Regions from separate parts of the Mus musculus genome. Here region 1 is linked to region 2. A link is a contact called in public HiChIP or PLAC-seq data. All regions are on one chromosome and are shown on one strand. The core of a region is the stretch at or near the end of the contact, and the rest is flanking DNA. Distances in the headings are between cores, read along the strand shown. Region 1 overlaps Rras2 (related RAS viral (r-ras) oncogene 2). Region 2 has its middle 25 kb from the start of Gm5600.

Region 1 (5,587 bases), core at 2,208-4,707, 330 kb before region 2:
TGCTGGGTGGAGCCCACACAAAGCCACCTATACAGGGACGCCACGCACTGATGGCTAACTGACAGATGACGACTTGCACCAGGAGGGACCCATGAAAGCCTCTTTGATTCAGGGTTGAGAGTTGTAAGTAGGTTTCTCTAGAGCCTGAGAATTTTATGTCACACACCCCATTCTAGGGACTCTCCCAGGAAACCCACAGGCATTCATGAGAAAGAACATCAAAGTTGATTGGTGTGGTCTTTGACTCTATGCTCTCCTTCAGTTCCTACCCAGGAGCCAGAGATAATGTTGGTGTGGAGCAGGAGAGATGCATAATAAAGGACAGTGCTGCCTTGGCCACCCGTGTTTTACTGAGGCGGGGCTGGGTGGGGGGTTGCCAGGTGAGTGCCGGCAAATATGATCGAGACACCGGAAGAGGTGCATTGAATGTTGAAATTAGAAAGTTCCTGAAAACCACTTGAAGAAGATACTAGTTACAGAGTGAAGACAATGTGTGCTCTCTTGGATTCTGTTCAGGAGCAAGGAGCAACTTGTAGAAGGGCCTAGGGAGAAGTTTACATGTAAAGCCCAGCGGGGTTATTTATTTATACATGTCCCACGTGCACATTTGTGAAAAGGGGAAGTGAGGTAACAAGAGAGACACTGAGTTTTACTCAGTCTACCTCATGGCTCTGAAAACGGGTAAACAGGTAGGTGTTAATTACATGCTAATTATATATATACACATATATATATACACATACATACATACATACATACACACACACACACACACACACACACACATATAATCAGATATGCCCCATTACTCTCCTTCTACTGACTCTATTTCTCTTCCTACCTAGTCCCTCTTTATTTGCCTGTAGATTTTATTTTTATGACTCAGTGAGTTTCATTAGGTTGTTTACAGGATCCTAGGTGAGAAAGTAAGATTTTTTTTTTTTGAAGGTTAAGAGCCTTCTTTGTGGGCATGGCTGGAACCTTGCACCTTGTGCACTCTAGGCAAGCGCTTTACCACAGAGCTGCCCCGTCAGCCCCAGGGGAAGAGGCTGGCATGGGAACATGTGATCATTTTCCCGTGAGAGTGTGGGGTATATGCACTGTAATTTAATAGGCCTACTGTGTGTCATGTGTTGTGCTCTGTACACGTGCCCCCCCCTCCCCCCAAGGCAGTGAGGTTTTTTGTTTGTTTTTTTTCTGTCTCATAGGCAAGGAAGCTGAGGTTCAGACGCACACGAGCTGTGTGGTTTCCTACATGGAGGACAAACAGAGCTAATTTACCCTCAGTCTCTTTCTGCTTCTCTCCGCTGCCTACACACACACACACACACACACACACACACACACACACACACACGGGACAGAGGTGGGGAAACTCAGCCAGCGTGTCCCACACTGGGTGGGGAGAATAGAGGACATGGTGGTCACTCGAGACTGGCAGCCTGATTCCCAGGGGCAACGGTGTGGACTTCTGTTCCTTGGAAGAGGGAATGGGTCCTTGCACCTCTTATCTAGGAGGTTATCTTCCTTCTTGCCACATTTAAAGTAGACTTTGGGTTATGCCTACCTTATCCTTTTTAAAAGCAAGATTTATTTATGTATTTTCCGGGCCTGAACGCTTTGCTATCCGTGTGTATGGGCGCTGCATTTGTCCCTGGTGCTTCAGGAGGACAGACTTTTGATCCCTTGGAACAAGAGTTACAGATGGTTGTGAGCCACCACCACGTGGGTGCTGCAAACTGAACGCTGGTCCTCTGCAAGAGTAGCAAGTGCTCTTACCTGCTCAGCCACCTCTTCCGCCCTTGCAGAGTTATTCAGTTCGCCTAAGGGCTCAGGCATCTGTCCAGCGTGGCTTCTGGACTTGACTTTCAATCCCCTGACTGCATAATCATGCATCGTCTCGCCTTGCTGCCTGCAGCCAGCCTTTATAAATCCTCTAATCAAGAAACCAAGCAGCTACCAAATCTCAGGTTCTGCTCTATTTTGTCATAGGGAAATGTAAAACTTGTTCTGTGGGTAAAAGTGTCTGTAGGGCCATGCTGAATTTCAGTGTTCAGGGTAGGCTCTTAAGGACTTTGCATCTAGACTGTTTCAGAATCCCCTCCCAAGAGAACTGGGCAGGACCTCAAGAAGATGACAGGGGTGTGGGTTTATAAATCTTGCCTTTTCTCATATTTTTGGAAATATTCTTCCTTATTTTATAGGCCAATAGAAAATTTGGTATTCAGTGAATTTTTATTAAATAATAATTCTTAGGCTCTGATGACCTTATTAGCATTGGGTCTGAATTTAAACCGTAGTCTTCCTGCTTGTTTATTGAGTGGCCTTGAAGAAGTAGTGCAGTTCTCTGATGTAAAAATGTTTGTAAAAGGGGGGAATCTGTTGGAGGGTCCTTGTGAGGATAAATGAGAAAATCTACTGAGTAATAAGCAAGGCAGATGCGCAGCCGCACTGCCTGCAGGTCTTGCCTGGCCTGTGATTTGCTGGGGAAGGCCTTCTCCTTCCTCTCTGGCAGTGTTCCTGTCTTTACCCTGCTTACATTCTGGCTGGGTGGGGGAAGGAATGGATGATTTAAGGTTTTTTTTTTGTTTGTTTTGTTTTGTTTTGTTTTTGTTTGTTTGTTTGTTTGTTTTTTAATGTACGTGTGTAGCTGAGAGAGGGCAGGAGCAGGGAAGAGGGAGAAAGAAGGAGGAGGCCTAGAAAGTTTCCTGAGGTCAGCTCAGGATGAGGGCATGAACCCTTAGCTTCTCGATTTGACTATGCAGTTCTCTTCATTTTATTAGCATGTATGAATTATACAATAATGACTAAGTGATAGCTACTCATTTTGATCGTATTCACTCCCATTAACCGATCTTGCCCTCCCTCCCACTTCTGCAGAATCCCCCACCCCCACCCCTGTCTTCCCAAATCTAACTCTGTAGCTTTTACAGTTTGCATTTTTTTGTTGTTGTTTTTTTTTTTTTTTTTTTTTGTTTTTTCGAGACAGGGTTTCTCTGTATAGCCCTGGCTGTCCTGGAGCTCACTTTGTAGACCAGGCTGGCCTCGAACTCAGAAATCCGCTTGCCTCTGCCTCCCGAGTGCTGGGATTAAAGGCATGCGCCATCACGCCCGGCTCAGTTTGCATTTTTTTTTTTAAAAAAAATTAGGGTGGAATCTGTCAGATACATGTAGTAGTTCTGTTGTCCATGTAACACACCTGTGCCTTTCAATATCTGATACTTTGAGAGATTTTTTACTTTTTTTTTTAAAATTTATTATTATACCCTTCCTTATTCACTGTGTCCTTTTAAAAGCTGCCAAGCCTCCCGAGTGTGGCATGGGCTCAGAAATGCTCAGGCTTGTGTTTGCCCTGTCCTGTAGTCCCTCTGATCCAGCCCCCTTTCCTCACCAGGCCCGTGAGACTTAACCCAAGTGCTGGATCCCTAGTCTCCGGTGTGGACCAGACTCCACCCTGTGGCAGTGTTTGGGAACTGCACTTTCACACCGGGCTGGCTTTAAGAGAAAGTGGTTGTCGCCACTGCCCCTTGGAATGCGGAAGGGCAATTCATTCTTGTCACCTCTTCCCCATTTTCCTGCTCCACCAAGCCTGCTGCCAGTGAGTAGTCCTCTTTGGAGGCCAAGCAGAGAGTTCGCAGACTGAGGCTATGGAAGCGTGCCTGCTCACCTGGGCGTACCATTTTGTAGCTATTGCAGACAAATTTACCCAGACCAGATCGTATGGGGGAAGGCAGTAGATCTCTCTGCGCAAGTGGAATAACTTATCCAGTGTGGGTGGTCTCCCTGTCCTTTGTTCTCGCCAGGACTCCCCTCCACATATCCTTTAATGTGCTGCCGGCAAAGCCCCAGGAAACCCACCCTCCCTTCTGTAGCTTTTGGTCTACCCTGCTTTCCGCTTTCTAGTGCTGTCCCCCAGCCTCCATGTTATCTGCTGCTGGAGGGTTTGTTTGTTTGTTTTTCCTTGGACAGTTACTGGGGCTCTGTGAACACAGTTCCCATGCATAGTGGCAGCCATACCTCTTAATTTGTGTTGCCTTCTGAGCAGGCATGGTTTTACACTTCATGTGTTTTGGGGTTGGCCTGTCTCTATCCTTCTTACTGTTTTGTTGCTGTTAGGAATTGACCTAAGCATGTCTGGCAAGCGCTCTACCACCAAGCCACAGCCCCGTTGTTCCTAACAGTAGATTGGGTGTTCTGTCAAAGGGACAGTGGGACCTGTTAAGGGGTACAGAGTGGGTATCACCCATATTACTGATATAACTTCAAACAAACATTGTAGGAAAATTACAGGAGGGGTTCTGGTAGTGGGAAATGAGGCACAAATCAAACTGGAAAGTTTTGTGTTCTGTGGAAAGCAACTAACTACGGGTCCCCTGAGGTACACACTTGTTTCAGCTCTGTAGGAGACTGAAGTGGAAGGATTGTAAGCTCAAGACCTGTCTGGGCAGCTTAGCAAGACTGAGTCTCAGAAATCAAAGAGGAGGGCGGGGATGTGGCTCGGTGTTGGAACCGTGCCTGATCTGATCTGATTGCAGTTTCAGTCCCCAGCACTCCAAACACACAATCAATCAACAAACAAACAAACACAAACCGTGGGTTCTAAGGAGGAAGAGGAGAGCGATTGCCATTTGTACGTTTTATGGTTGTAATCTTTACACATACAAATACACAAATGCTAAATGAACAAGATAGATTCATGCCTGTGTGTTTATCTGTGTAATTACTGCTCAGACCCTGAGGATATTTTCAGAAGCCCGGATGGGAGCTGAACACTCAGACTGTTATGAACTCAGAACACTGGGTTCATAGCACTCAGGCACACATTCCAGAGGCTCATGCAGGGTCTGTGGGGTAACTGGGCCTGGAGTTGTTAGAGCTGCCTTCCCTCCCCCACCACAGAGGAACACAGCTCTGGACTTTGAGGAAAGCCATTGGTTCAGCGTGTGGCTGCCGGTGACAGCAGCCCAGTTACGGTTGTGGCTGAAGAGCAGCAGCCTGCCTGCACTCCTTGATCCCTGGTTTGGTAGGCCTGCTCCTGCCTCAGTGTTGTCTCTTTGCTGCGAGTGCTGAAGGGCCGGCCTGGACATTGGCTTCAGATCCTGCAGCTTGGAAGTAGCAGTGAGAGTTAAACTCAACTTTGCCGGAGACTTTCTTCTCTTTAAAATAAAGATTTATTTTTATTTTATGTGTATAAGGTTTATCCTGCAGGTATGTCTACACACCATGTACATGCAGTGCCCCATGAAGGCCAGAAATGGGCATGGGATCCCACATGGCCATGCGGGTGCTGGGAACTGAATGCAGGCCTTCTGAGGAGCAGCAGGTGGTCTTAACCCCTGAGCCATCTCTCCAGCCATAGAAACTGTGTTTTATTGGTAACCCCACTGGCTCATTGTTTCTAAGTTCAAGTGTTGTTTTTTATTCTTTCTTTCTTTATTTGTTATCTATAGTTATTTATTCAATCATTTGTTTGTTTGTTTTTGAGGCAGGGTTTCTCTGCATAACTGCCCTGGCCATCCTGGAACTCACTTTGTAGATCAGGCTGACTTCAAACTAACCGAGATACACCTTTCTCTGGCTCCCTGGT
Region 2 (5,402 bases), core at 2,184-4,683:
CATGCACACATGCACTCATGTCGTTCACAACTGTTCTCTTTCAACAGTTGACCCTTGAGCATTTCTGTTCCATTTTGCTCTTGTCTGGCTTCATTGGGTAGAAGGTAAATTAGTCAACCCAGTACAGAAATGTCAGGTGGAAGAAGAACCCTAATCTTTCCCAAAATCAAATGCAGACCCTAAAGCTGGAAATAAAAGCTACAAGAGTCTAAAGTAATTAATCATTCACAAGATGTTTCCTGCCTGTGGCTGAGTCTCAGGAATGAGCAGAGCCCAGTGTCCCGGTGCCTTCGCTGAGTCCTCCGCAGGTTCGACAATGCGTTCCAAAGGCTTGAGCAATCACTACTGAATGAGAGGAATCGGGATTCTGATTAAGTTGCCCTAGTTGGGAAAGATCTAGAATCTTGCCAAAAGGTTTCCAAGACTGATAGGCATTTAAAAGTGAAAGCAACTCTGAGTCTGCTTGGATTCATGAGCGGAGCTCCGGAGGTATGTAATTATGACTGAAACAGAAATATAATTTTATCATCTGGGAATCGTGCTCTCTGCTCCACTTTCTACCAGCACAGCTATATATAGACATACTCAGAAGGGAGATTCCTTGGGTAGAAGGCAAGTGAGAAAAATCATGCTTTTCCTTCTTCTGATAACAGATAGTACTATTCAAACCCAAATAGATATTCACTTATCTAATGGTGTTGAAAAATTCACAGCTATTGCATGGTTTTGCTGTGTGATGAAAATTTTTATTCTTTTATTTTTAAGAAAAGGTTTACTGTATTAGTTTTTCATATCTCTCTCTCTCTCTCTCTCTCTCTCTGTGTGTGTGTGTGTGTGTGTGTGGTGTGTGGTGTGTGTGTTTGAATGTGTGCCATGTGTGTACAGGGGCCCTTAGAAGCCAGAAAAGGGTGTCAGATCCCTGGCACTGGAGTTACATGTGTTTGAGAGATGTGTGCTAGGAATCAAACTGGAGTCCTCTGCAAGAGCGGTATAGGCTTTCACCGCTAACTCTGTCTCTCTGTCTCTCTGTCTCTCTGTCTCTCTGTCTCTCTGTCTCTCTGTTTCTCTCTGTCTCTCTCTGTCTCTCTGTCTCTCTCTTATTTCTAATTCTTTCTTTTTGCTTCTGGTTTTGTCACAGAGTCTTATACTATGTAACCCATGCAGGGCTGGAACTCCCATCTTGACTTCACACTTCTGAGCCTGCTCCCCTGGCCTTCTCGGTGTTGGGAGTGAATGTTCACCACCACACTTGGCCTAGGAGGAGTTTTGTTTTTTTATTTTTATTTTTTTAAAGTCTCATCTGCAGCTTATATGGGGAGCTGCAGTTATCCTATGAGATGGGAACTCTTTATTTTTCCTATTGTAATCATTATGATGGTTAAATTTTGCAGACGAAAGAAATAAGGCATAGGAAAAGTAAGCAAGGTCCCCAGGATTACACACCTGGTATAAAGGATGCTGATTTAAACGCTGTCTGACTCCAGAGCTCTTTTCTCAGCATGATCCTATTCTGTCTCACCAGTGATTGACAGGTGTCAATCTCAGTCCAGATGCTTCCATATCAAAAGCTGAGCACGTTAGAACACCGAAGAGAAACATCATTGCACACATTACCATATCACCTATTTAGTAAGTACCATTATCTTCACTGTTCTTAACTAGAACTCTTGTGCTGGTACCCTCTCTAGGCAGGGCAGCATCCTTAGACAGCCATATGCCCCAGGGACTTTGCACATGTCTTCTCCTGCCTGGCATCCCCTGTACCCCCCCCCCCCATCTTCCATGCTACTTACTGCCACCCACTCGCTCAACCTTAAAATATCATTTCCCAATGAAGTCTCTCTTGAATACTTTCCCCTCATCCCTCTTTTATGCATTCTCTTATCCTCCTACACAGTTTCTTTCGTAGCAACCTGCAAGTTTGCAATTAAATGTGTAATTAGTTAGTTATTAAGTGGCAGGCTCCCCTGCTAGGCTATGGGTTCCACGAGGTCTGGGCTCATGCCTATGTGGCTCACTATTAGCGGAGAGCCCGTCGGTGTTAACCTAGTTATTTCTGAACCACAAGTGAACCACTGAAGGAGAGACCATCCACGCCTTTGTGTGGACTTGCTGTGGGATTGATGGGAGAGAAGGAGAGGTTTAGAAGGAGAGGAAGCTGACCAGAGAAAGTTCTTACCTAGGCCTTGACCCTGGAGCTGGTCCCAGGGGGAGAGCTAACATTTCAGATAAAGACCCAAAGGGCAGAGCACTCTGAGCCAGGCCAGCCAAGTCTGCTGAGCCAGTTGCCATTTTACATATTGAGAAAATAAAATCAGCAAACAGTAAAACAGCCGAAGTTGCTATTTTTCTTTCATCCAAGAGCTCTCAACACAGAGACTGTCCTTAGAGGCCCAAAGACAAATGGAATTGCTTAGCCTGAAGATGGTTGCTTTCACGGACCAATGGAAACCATAAAAGCCAAGACACAAAATGTTACTTGTGCATTTGACCCAGATACCATTCTTTACTGGGAAGAACAGGAAAAGAGCTGTGGCTTTCTGAGAAGGGCATCTCCTTTGTCTCCGCCTCATGTTGCCCCTCCTCTCAGTGAGAACAGTGAGATGGCAAAATTTCTCAGCTCAGTCATAAAGAGTCTCTTAAAAACTAGTCCTTCATTTTTTTTTAAAGCTCAAAATCAATAGAAGAAATCACACAAAGATCAATACTTTCAACTCCATAAAAATTAAAAAGTACTCTATGTCAAAATTCCACACAACCCAAATTTAAGGCCGACAGTAAATAGAGAAAAATACTCACTACAGTGGAATTCAATTTAATTCAGTTCGACACATGTCTGTTGTGCTCCCTCAGGTAATGAGAATGGTTAAGTATTGTCGGGAGTGTGGGGAGCTGCCAACCTCAGGACACAGGGAAGGGGACAAGGAGACTGACCTTCCCAGTGTCACTGTCAGTGACAGGGCTATGCAGGATGTAGAAGCACCCCAGGAGAAAGACAAGAAAGTGTACCTGAGGTTGTGGTAGGGCTTGACTCTGAACTGCAAGCCCACATTTTGAGTGATTATGTCCCAGCCAGTGGTACTATTTAGAAACCACATTGAATCCTTATGACCTGGCAGAAGTGAGTCACTGGGGCTGGGCTTTGAAGGTTATAGCCCAACTCTTGTTCCCAAGGGTTCTTTCTGTTTCTTGGTTCATCATGATGTAAACAGCCTTCCATGCTTTACAATACAGGAATCCTTCAAAAGTTCCACCTGAAGTACTTTCTCCCTGTACTCTTTGCTTTCTGTCAACTTGGCACAAGTTGGGGTCATCTCAGAGGAGGGAACCTCAACTGAGCAAATGTCTCCATCAGATTGACTTGTGTGGGGCTTTTTCTTGATTGATGATTGATGTGTGAGGCCCTGCCCACTCTGAGTGGCTCCACCCTGGGCAGATAGTCCTGGGAGGTATAGAGTAGCTAACCATGAGCCCTAAGAGAAAGCCAACAGTCACCATGTCCCCAAGGCCTCTGCTTCAGTTCCTGGCTTCAGGTTCTTGCCTTGACTTCCTGCCCCGAGTTTCCTCCATGATGGACTGTAAGCTTTGAGATTAAATTAACCCTTTCCTCCCCACATCACTTTTGATCGTGGTATTTACCACAGCAATAGAAAGCCAGCAAAGAGGTCCCTTTACCAGTTTCCTCCGAGCATCTTGCAGCACAAAAGCATCTCATGCTGTTAGCCTGGATTTCAGAAAAAGCTCCCTGAAGATACTTCCTTAGTCCTGATAAAAGCTGAGCAGGCAGGATCCAAGGCAACAAGAAGAGGGCACACAGAACCGCGACTGAAACAGATAAAGACAAGGGGGCATGAACACCGTGGTGTGCGTGGGTTGATGGAGATGGCAGAGTATGTCATACAACACTGGGAGTGCTGGAGACAAGGCTGCCCACCTAAACAGGACTAATTCATAGAAAATTTCACTCTGTCCTGTAGCTGATGGGCAGCCATGAGAGGTTCTGATTTGCTAGTAAACCATTTTCTTGCCTTTGGACATACGTTTTAAACCCACCAACAAGGAGCTTTGTAAGTAGGTGCTTAGAATTAAAGGTTTTAATGGCAAAGGGGGAATGTGGTCTTTGCTAGCTGACTTCCTCACTGAGGACACGGTGGAGTTGGGACATCACAGGTGCACAGCAGAGAGGCAAGGGAAGTAGTACTGTCCGTGTGGCAGCTACAATGACAACAAGAACAGACTCTGCTCCTACCCTTAAATATGCTCAAGGAAGGTGACCTTGAGAAAAGCAAAATGACATTTGGCCTGCTTTTATGTGTCAGTGGGAAAAGTACACCATATGGAAACCAAAGAGAGGCCTTTCTGCTTTAAAAAAAAATTATTCTAATTCCCTGCATATTTTATGCAGGGAAAAGAACTAAATTAAAATGAGTAAGAATAGCCTACAAGATCCTTAATTGATAAGGAAAGAAGAGCTCATTTAGTTAGTGGCTGTCTTGAATAATATCTACCGGAAAGGGTGTAATCTAAAGATGCCTGCGGATCAAGACAGAAAGAACCCGAGAAATAAGGCAGCAGTCAAGAAGAATTCCATAAATTAAATCATAGTTTGAAAGGATGAAGTCATGTTAACGCTCATTACCATATTTTAATTTCATGGTGATTAAAATTATAATGTAGCATGTATTGCCACTTAATTGATCTGCCAACACCAAGTATTTGCAAGTTTCTTTTTGTTCTCTGAAGTCATAAACTATCTATTCTCTGCTGCATAATTTCAGGGGTAATTTTAAACCATAAATATTTCTCTTTATTAAAATTCTCAGGAATTAGAACCTAGATCTCTATTTATTTATATCTGCTTTGGCGAGAGGCCAGGAAATTCATTTTCTTACATTTTGAATTCTACAAAATTAAAGTGCTAAAGAACGTTATCTATTAATCTTCATGCTGCCTTTCCTGACAGTTTTACAGTTTAATCGAAATGTTCGAGGTCTCTGGGGGAGCAAGTTAAACTCTGTCCCTTGAAGACTGGGCATTTCGCCTCGAGTAGAAGCTTCTTATTGAAGATGTGGAACCATGCTCCTGTCAAGCCATGAGCAGCCTTACAAGGATGGCCTGCCCCCGGCTGACACCAGCCCCTAGGGCTTTCAGCTCACTCTGCCCCTTACTTTACACTCACTTCTGCAGATAGATACTGTCCCTCTGCTGTCCTTAAGATGGCCCATCATGGAGCTGACCCTTTTGAATGGAGACCAACCCTGGCTCTCAGGTGCCTAAGAGCCCAGCCACCCTGGCTCGGATGGAGTAAATGGTGCATATGTCACTCGGAACCTCACGAGTCTCTTCAGATAAGAATTAATTTGGCAAATCGCAAAACTTTCCAGGGACAATACCTTTCCTAA

What was found. HiChIP or PLAC-seq counts read pairs in DNA pulled down with a chosen protein or histone mark.
Region 1: a contact with region 2 is called in an HNF4G HiChIP or PLAC-seq map of pancreatic cancer cells. The contact joins two enhancer-like sites. A contact is called at or near these places in 4 of 115 datasets of contacts at active chromatin or transcription factors (T-cell acute lymphoblastic leukemia, embryonic basal ganglia, microglia and 1 more) and 1 of 9 other capture datasets (embryonic stem cells).

The regions. Positions count from the first base shown.
Region 1 is chr7:114,064,866-114,070,452 of GRCm38.p6, reverse strand. All of the region lies in intron 1 of Rras2 (related RAS viral (r-ras) oncogene 2), which reads left to right. Among named protein-coding and RNA genes, the nearest start is that of Gm51454, 31 kb to the right of the region's middle. Within about 2 kb of position 3,457, at least 103 of the 459 cell types and tissues checked have an H3K27ac peak or open chromatin away from gene starts, as enhancers often do. A contact at or near this core is called in pancreatic cancer cells, where this site is marked.
Region 2 is chr7:113,733,097-113,738,498 of GRCm38.p6, reverse strand. No RefSeq gene overlaps it. Among named protein-coding and RNA genes, the nearest start is that of Gm5600, 25 kb to the right of the region's middle. Within about 2 kb of position 3,433, at least 6 of the 459 cell types and tissues checked have an H3K27ac peak or open chromatin away from gene starts, as enhancers often do. A contact at or near this core is called in pancreatic cancer cells, where this site is marked.